Linked DNA regions of Zea mays: region 1 is linked to region 2. Evidence: chromatin contacts called from public Hi-C data. All regions are on one chromosome and are shown on one strand. The core of a region is the stretch at or near the end of the contact, and the rest is flanking DNA. Distances in the headings are between cores, read along the strand shown.

What was found. Hi-C and Micro-C count contacts between places; a contact is called where the count stands out from the background.
Region 1: a contact with region 2 is called in a Hi-C map of endosperm, with 2.2 times the contacts expected there. The contact joins the promoter of LOC103631823 here to the enhancer-like site in region 2. A contact is called at or near these places in 5 of 25 Hi-C or Micro-C datasets (endosperm, leaf, tassel and 1 more).

What each region holds. Positions count from the first base shown.
Region 1 is chr1:18,633,039-18,636,504 of Zm-B73-REFERENCE-NAM-5.0, reverse strand. It overlaps LOC103631823 (protein ALP1-like), which reads left to right and starts at 1,867. Exons shown (of 2, transcript XM_008653575.4): 1 at 1,867-2,139; 2 at 2,218-3,466. The coding sequence starts at 1,892. The coding sequence ends at 3,259. It overlaps LOC103631824 (DDB1- and CUL4-associated factor 8), which reads right to left and starts at 852. Exons shown (of 20, transcript XM_020545330.3): 1 at 489-852. The coding sequence starts at 575.
Region 2 is chr1:18,479,017-18,482,795 of Zm-B73-REFERENCE-NAM-5.0, reverse strand. It overlaps LOC103631822 (serine-aspartate repeat-containing protein F), which reads right to left. Exons shown (of 13, transcript XM_008653565.4): 8 at 2,904-3,779. Among protein-coding and RNA genes, the nearest start is that of LOC103631822, 7.6 kb to the right of the region's middle. Within about 2 kb of position 1,850, at least 1 of the 20 cell types and tissues checked has an H3K27ac peak or open chromatin away from gene starts, as enhancers often do. A contact at or near this core is called in endosperm, where this site is marked.

The sequences.
Region 1 (3,466 bases), core at 618-3,117, 150 kb before region 2:
TTACCTAAAGACCTCACCACCACCAAGAATAGATCAATATGTGTTCTTTTGTATTGTTTCACTTTCACCTTGAACATTCAGCAGGTTGTTTCAGGTTTGCACCACATAAAGAGCAAGAATTCTGAAGTCAACTTGATACTGCACCATTTCAGAAGTGGCCCGATATTAATTAATTTCTAAAGACAGATACGGTATATAGCAAACCGCTATTCTAATCCAATTACTGGTATCAGGCTGCGCATCGAACAACAGCTGGTTCCTCCATGTCCACAAACCCTTCTGAGTTTCAACCTAATCAAAAGTAACGATCCGGAAATGCAACCCAGCACCCACTAACTCATCCAAAACCGCCCCCGCCAATCACTTTGAATCATCGATTCGCCGACACGAACCCTTACGAATCGACCAATTCGATCCAAAGCAAAGCATAAATGCCGCCTAAAGCGCTAGGAGAAATCCCAGGGGTTTGCTGCTCCACGGGGCCTTACGGGGGAGCCGTGGAGGCTGCGGGCGTCCAGGAGATCGGTGACGCTGCCGTCCGAAAAGGGCCACCGCATCTTCTCCGCCGTGTCCATCTCCAGCTAGCCCTCGCCGCTTCTCCCGCGTCCCCAGCCGCCAGGTTCCGCACGATCGCCGGGGGCTGGATGGGGGATGCTTCTGGAAATCTGGACACCGCCAGGTCCTTCGGGGGTCGATGGTCGGGGACGGAAGGGTTGAGGTCTGGGTTCCAGGAGCGAGAAGGCTGGAAGGGTTCCGGAGACAGAGAGAGGGCGCCCCCGGGTCGAAGTGGGGGAGTGGGGGGCAGCCGGTCGGAGACGCGTGGAGCCACTGCTGACCAAGGCGTGGGCTCCCAGGTGGGGCCTACAATCGTCCAAACGTGCAAGAACAAATTTAGGCCTGTTTGTTTAGACAGTAATACCCTTGTTTGTTTATTTGAGGTGAGAAAAGAAGTATGGCATATATTGTAATTTCTATTTACATAACCATAGGTAGTGGGTTTTTTGCCAAAATAATCTCAAATAAGCTACTCTTAGGAGATTATGAGATTATCATAATCTGGGCTTTAGATTATATAATCTGAACTCATAATCTATATGTTTGTTTACCTATTGGATTATTTGCGCTGGATTATATAATCTAAAGAGATTATAATCCGAAACAAACAGGGTCTTAGGCTGGTGTACTCTAAATATAGAGTTTCAAACAGTTTTCTACGCTCTTTAGGCTATCTCCAGCAGCGTCCCCTAAATTTCATCCCCTAAAGGAATATTCTCTGTCCTTTACAGCACACTTTAAAAGATTCTATCCTCTATATATTCTCAGTCTCCAGCAACGTCCTCTAAATTCGGTCCCCTATAGCCACAGTGTTAGGCTGTCTCCAGCAGCGTCCCCTAAATTTCGTCCCCTAAAGGAATATTCTCTGTCCTTTACAGAACACTCTAAAAGATTCTGTCCTCTATATATTCTCCGTCTCCAGCAGCGTCCTCTAAATTCCATCCCCTAAAGCTACAGTGTTAACAGATTCACATTTTCCATTTCTTTTTCATTTTTCTTTGTTTTGTTATCATTTGACACTATACAAATGATCCGAAAAAATTGTATTTATTAATTTTTAAAGCAATAAATTCGAAATATCAATAATAATTACATTGATTGTTTTGTTGTTGTGTAATTGTTGTGGGTAACGCGCCACATACTATAATATTGTTGCCAAAATAAGTTTTAAAATGGACAATCTTGCACCGTAAGCCAGTACTCTTCTTCGAGAAGCCATAGCCTTGCTTCCCTTGCACGACAAGCGCTTGTCTTCTATCCGAAGCGTACTTCCTCTATAAATACCAAGTGACCCTTCCATACTTCACTCAACCTTGCCTTTACAAACTCGACTACCATGAATCCCTACTTAGAAAACAATTTTCTTGTGCGCTTGATGGAAGAAATGGAAGAGGAAGAAGAAGAGTTGCAGTTGGCGAGGCACATGGTCAATAGGAGGCGACGTGCACGCAATGAGCGTCGTCATGGTGGTTCGATTCCAGGGCGTGTTAGGATTCATCGTGATCACATGAGCGGCGATGCAAGAATCCGAGCGGACTACTTTGGAGCCAACCCCGTGTACACGGATGCTCAATTTCGTAGGAGGTATTTACAATTAACACATTCTTTTTACCATGTACAAAACTCTACGACCCCTATTATGACACATGAATTCTATGGTAGGTTCCGCATGCGTCGCCATGTCTTTGAGCGCCTTGTTGATGCTGTGCAACAAGTGGATCCTTATTTTATTCAACGTCCAAATTGTGCGGGTGATATGGGTCTTTCTGCTCTACAGAAAGTTGTTGCTGCTGTTCGAATCCTTGCTTACGGTATTCCAGCTGATGCCGTTGACGAATACGTGCGTATTGGCGAATCTACTGCTCATGAGGCATTGAAACACTTTTGCACGGCCGTCCAAACCGCGTTTGCTCTGTACTATCTTCGTGCACCAAATGCAGAAGACATCGCACGCCTTCTCCAAGTTGGCGAGTCACGTGGGTTTCCTGGTATGCTTGGTAGTGTTGATTGCATGCATTGGGAGTGGCGTAACTGCCCAAGTTCATGGAAGGGGATGTTTACAGGGCGTGGTAAACATCCTACCATGATCTTGGAAGCTGTTGCGTCGTATGACCTGTGGATATGGCATGCATATTTTGGTCTGCCAGGTAGTTGCAACGACATAAATGTTCTTCATCGTTCAAACCTTTTCGAAAGGCATCTTAGCGGTGACACACCACCCGTTTCATTCACTGTGAATGGGCACACGTACAATATGGGATATTACCTAGCAGACGGGATTTACCCAGACTGGCCCGCATTTGTGAAGACAATCCGTAACCCCTACGACGTTAGAACCCAACACTTTGCAACAATTCAAGAGTCTGCTCGAAAAGATATAGAACGAGCTTTCGGTGTACTCCAGAAGAGATGGGGTGTGGTCCGTGGACCTGCATACGGTTGGAGTCCTGAACACATTGGGGACATCATGAAAACATGCATAATATTGCACAACATGATAGTAGAAGACGAAGGTCCATTGTCTTTGAACACAACCTTTGAAAACATCGGAGTGCTGGCAGACACAACTCAAGGTTCAATGGAAGAGCGCAACGACTTCGTCAATCAAAGGTACAACCAACTGAAAGACCGCAACAAATATACTCAGCTTCAGGTTGATCTGATACACCATCACTGGGCGCGCCATGGATCCGGAGTTGCATAGGACGCAATGAAACAAGTTGTGTCATGGCTGTTCTTAAATCTACTGTCGAACTGTCTTAGTTTACTTGTCATTGTTCTACTGTCTGTGTCAGTGTCATGTCTGTTCTACTTCATGTGTCAAGTGTGTGTAATGTGTGTCTGAGTGTCCTAGTGTAGTAGTGTCATGTCTGTTCTACTTGATGCTGCTGTTTCAAATAAATAAGAACGA
Region 2 (3,779 bases), core at 601-3,100:
ATAATTAGCCTAGTTTCTATCCATAATAGCACAGATTGCTATCCTAGCCTAGTACACGGCAGGAACTGCTAACATTGCCCCTACACCTCGTCCCAGAACGGTAAAGCTGAACGCATCATTCGGTCCATCAATAATGTAATAGATGGCAGCACAGGCTTGTTGCCTTGAACGCCTCCTCCCTGTATGGTTAGTTGATTGTATTAGGCAAGGATCTCCCTGATTGGACTGTTCCTATTCCATCCTTGCCTATATGTACTCGAGCCTTGCTCTCAATAATCATTCACCACTTTCCCTAGTCCACTTTCTCACAGTATCCTCTTGTCACATAGACCGCCATATGCTTGGTGCCACTTCCTCCACCTTGTTTTGATTCTATGGCTAACATCTTCATCAATATCTCCACCTCTATATAGCATTGATCCTAAATACCGAAAGGTATCCTTCCTAAGCACTACTTCCCATTCCAAACTAACATCTCCTTCCCCATGTGTAGTAGTGTCGAAGTCATATCACATGTATTCGATTTTAATTCTACTGAGTCTAAAACCTTTGGACTCTAGAGTTTCCTGCCACAACTCTAATTTCATATTTAGTCTTCCTCATCTTTCATCAACTAGCACTACTTTGTCAAAAAAGGCATACACCAAAAGATATCCCCTCGTATGTCCCTTGTGATCTCATCCATCACCACGGCAAAAAGGTAAGGGCTCAAAGCTAACCCTTGATGTTGTCCTTTGTACATGTCCTTAATGAGTTAAACGTACTTTGTTGGACCTTTATGTTTATCCAAAGTTCACCATATAACATTTTTCGATATTTTGTCACAAGTCTTCTCCAAGTCGATGGAAACCATGTGTAGGTCCATCTTCTGCTCCCTATACTACTACATCACTTGTCTTATTAAGAAAATGGCTTCCATGGCAGACCGTCTAAACATGAAACCAAATTGGTTCAAACTTCATAGATATCCTCGTCATTAGGGATGAAAATCATAACTGAAAATCATGCAACCGAGGCCTCGTAACTGTATCATTTCCGTAAATATAATACCATTTCTGAAAATTACCGTATTTAAAATTTGAATTTCAAATATCTATCATTGTATTGTAGTTGCAATAAGTAGATTAATTATGAAAAAATGTGTAAATTTCTGATCGACCGACAATTGTTTTTGTATACACCCTCCATACTCAAAATTAAGGTCGTTTAGGACACTATTTGTGATACCAAGGAATAAATAATTGCATGTAAATTTCTGTATATGCCCCTATTAAATAGACGTCGAGTCCAGTTCAGTCAAAACCGCATGCCTATCTACTTGGTTGTCCTTGTTGTGTTGAAGGCTCAGGTCGCGGGTTCAAAGCCCCACAAAATCATTTCTTCTTGCCTCAGGTTTGGTTTAAGCATGGCCGCGCGTGGCTATTTGGTCCAGTGTAGAGCAAAAAACTCTAGAACGACTTCAATTTTGAAATTGGCTACATGTGTAGGACGACCAGAATTGTGATGTTGGAGGGAGTAGATGACATCATTTCCAACTGTTTTTTATCGTTTTCATCCCTACTCGTCATTCCTCTCAAACGATACTCAATAGCTCTCTCACGTAGCTTCATAGTGTGGCTCATCCATGCTTATCAAGGCGTCGCTTAAGCGACGCTAAAGCGCTAAGGCGCGCGTAGACGGCAAGACATCCTGCTCGCCTTGCCCGCGGACGTAAGGCACAGCAGCAGAGGTCGTAGGCGCGGTGGCGAAGGTCGCAGGCACGCGGCCGGCGACGAAGGTCGCAGTCGCGAGAGCACACGCGGCGCGGCGGCGGCGGATGTAATAGTTGCAGGAGCGCGCGCGGTGGCGAGGTCACAGGAGCGCGCGCGGTGGAGAGCTGCTGGTGCACGACGGCGAGGTCGCAGGAGCGCGGCGGGATGGGGAGTTGCTAGAGCAGTGAATTAGTGGCGGCTGTGGAGCAGTGACAAAGTTAGGGTTTGGGTGTGGCTATGGTAGAACCTGGGTTTGTGCTGAGTTAATGGGCTTCTAGATGGACCACCAAATAAAAGTCCATACCATTCTTTTTTTTCCCTTTCTTTTCCACTTTTCACCTTTCAAAACGAAATATTGGATTCTTTGAGTTTTGTACGTTAGAGACCTATTGTAGTGTTTTAGGACCTAATTTTGTGTGCAAATATAATATATATATATATATATATATATATATATATATATATATATATATATATATATATATAAATTTATATAAACACCTCGCTTTAACTCTATATTTTCCTATCTTTATATATGAGTAAGGCATCGCCTTACGCCTTTCCGCTCAAAAGGTGAAAGGGGGGTCGCTCGCGCTTGTCGCCTTAATAACTATGGGCTCATCAACTTAACTCCTTGGTAATTGGTATAACTTTGAATATCTCCCTTATTTCTACAGATTGGTGCCAATATACTTCCACTCATCAAGCACCTTGTTCGACCGAAAGATATGGTAGACCAACTATTTTAGGCAACACAGGCAAAATAAAGATCCTATACCATTGGGACACTGGTCGAAGTGTAAACAGTAAGGGGGGAGGTCAGAGGCATTGTAAATTTATATATTGCCGGTCCAGGCCTGCTGATATAATCCAATCATTCTCAGATTTGTACCAGTAGAAATGTCTAGAAGGTAAGCTGGACTATGAAATAACCCAAAAGAAAACAGAAGCATATCTAGTCTAATAAATACCACACAGCTTACTAATTAAATATCTGTAGGAATATCCAAGATCATATCAAATAAGTCGAGAAAAGGATAAGTCAATCTATCAGCATGCTTATAGCAACAAAAGTAGAAGAAAGTCAAAATGCACTAAACAAAAGTACTTCAAGGAGACATAACTGACATTGTGAAGGATACTGGAACTTACTGTGAGAAATCTTTTATTGGACCTTTGAGTTCTGGTGCATCTTTATCATACTTGGAGAAAAATAAATTATCATCATCTGAAGAACTGTCTCTTCTCTTTCTACCTGTCTTTGTCTCAATCAAAGAGTTGTTTCTACTTCTTTCCTCATTATCTGATGTGGATATTGATTTCTGCATTCGAGACACTATGACATTATTAGTACCGTTCTGTGGAAGCCTTGAGGTTGCTTTCTTCTTCTGCATATCAGCATACTCTAGCATTCCACTATGTGCCATCCTAGTTTCCCTTTTGCTTGTTTTTTCTCCTGACCTATCTGGATACATTATGTTCTCAGAATCTGAATTATCAATCTTTGGCAAATGCAGGCTCTCTGGAAAATTCTCTCTTTGTTGAGGCCTATTATCATCAAACGCGTACACTGCTGCCTTCCTCTGAAACCCTTCCTGGTTTACATGGCCTCTATTTCCATATTCTTGAGGTGAAGGTTTCCTCTTATCATGAAAGACGGTTACAGGAGTCTTCCTGTCATTTATACTGGGGTAGAAGTTATTTACACCAGTTAGTTTAGCATCAAGCGACTTGGAGGAACTATTTCTCTCAAATTGCTTCCTTATCCTTCCATCATCATTTTCCAAAGAAGTCTCGCGAAGTTCACCCAACTCAAGATCAGAAAGCTCTCTCTGGAGCTTTTTTTTACCATAAGGTGATTTCTCAACATTATCTCTTTGTGAATTTGATGGCTCACCATTACTTTCATTAGATTCAGGAAAAGCAGTTACCTCATCAGGCACAACAATTTCTCTGGAACTTTTGGTTAAATTCATGGAATTTATATTAGCATTAGTGTCCTTCGAATGCTTAAGCATTTTATCATCA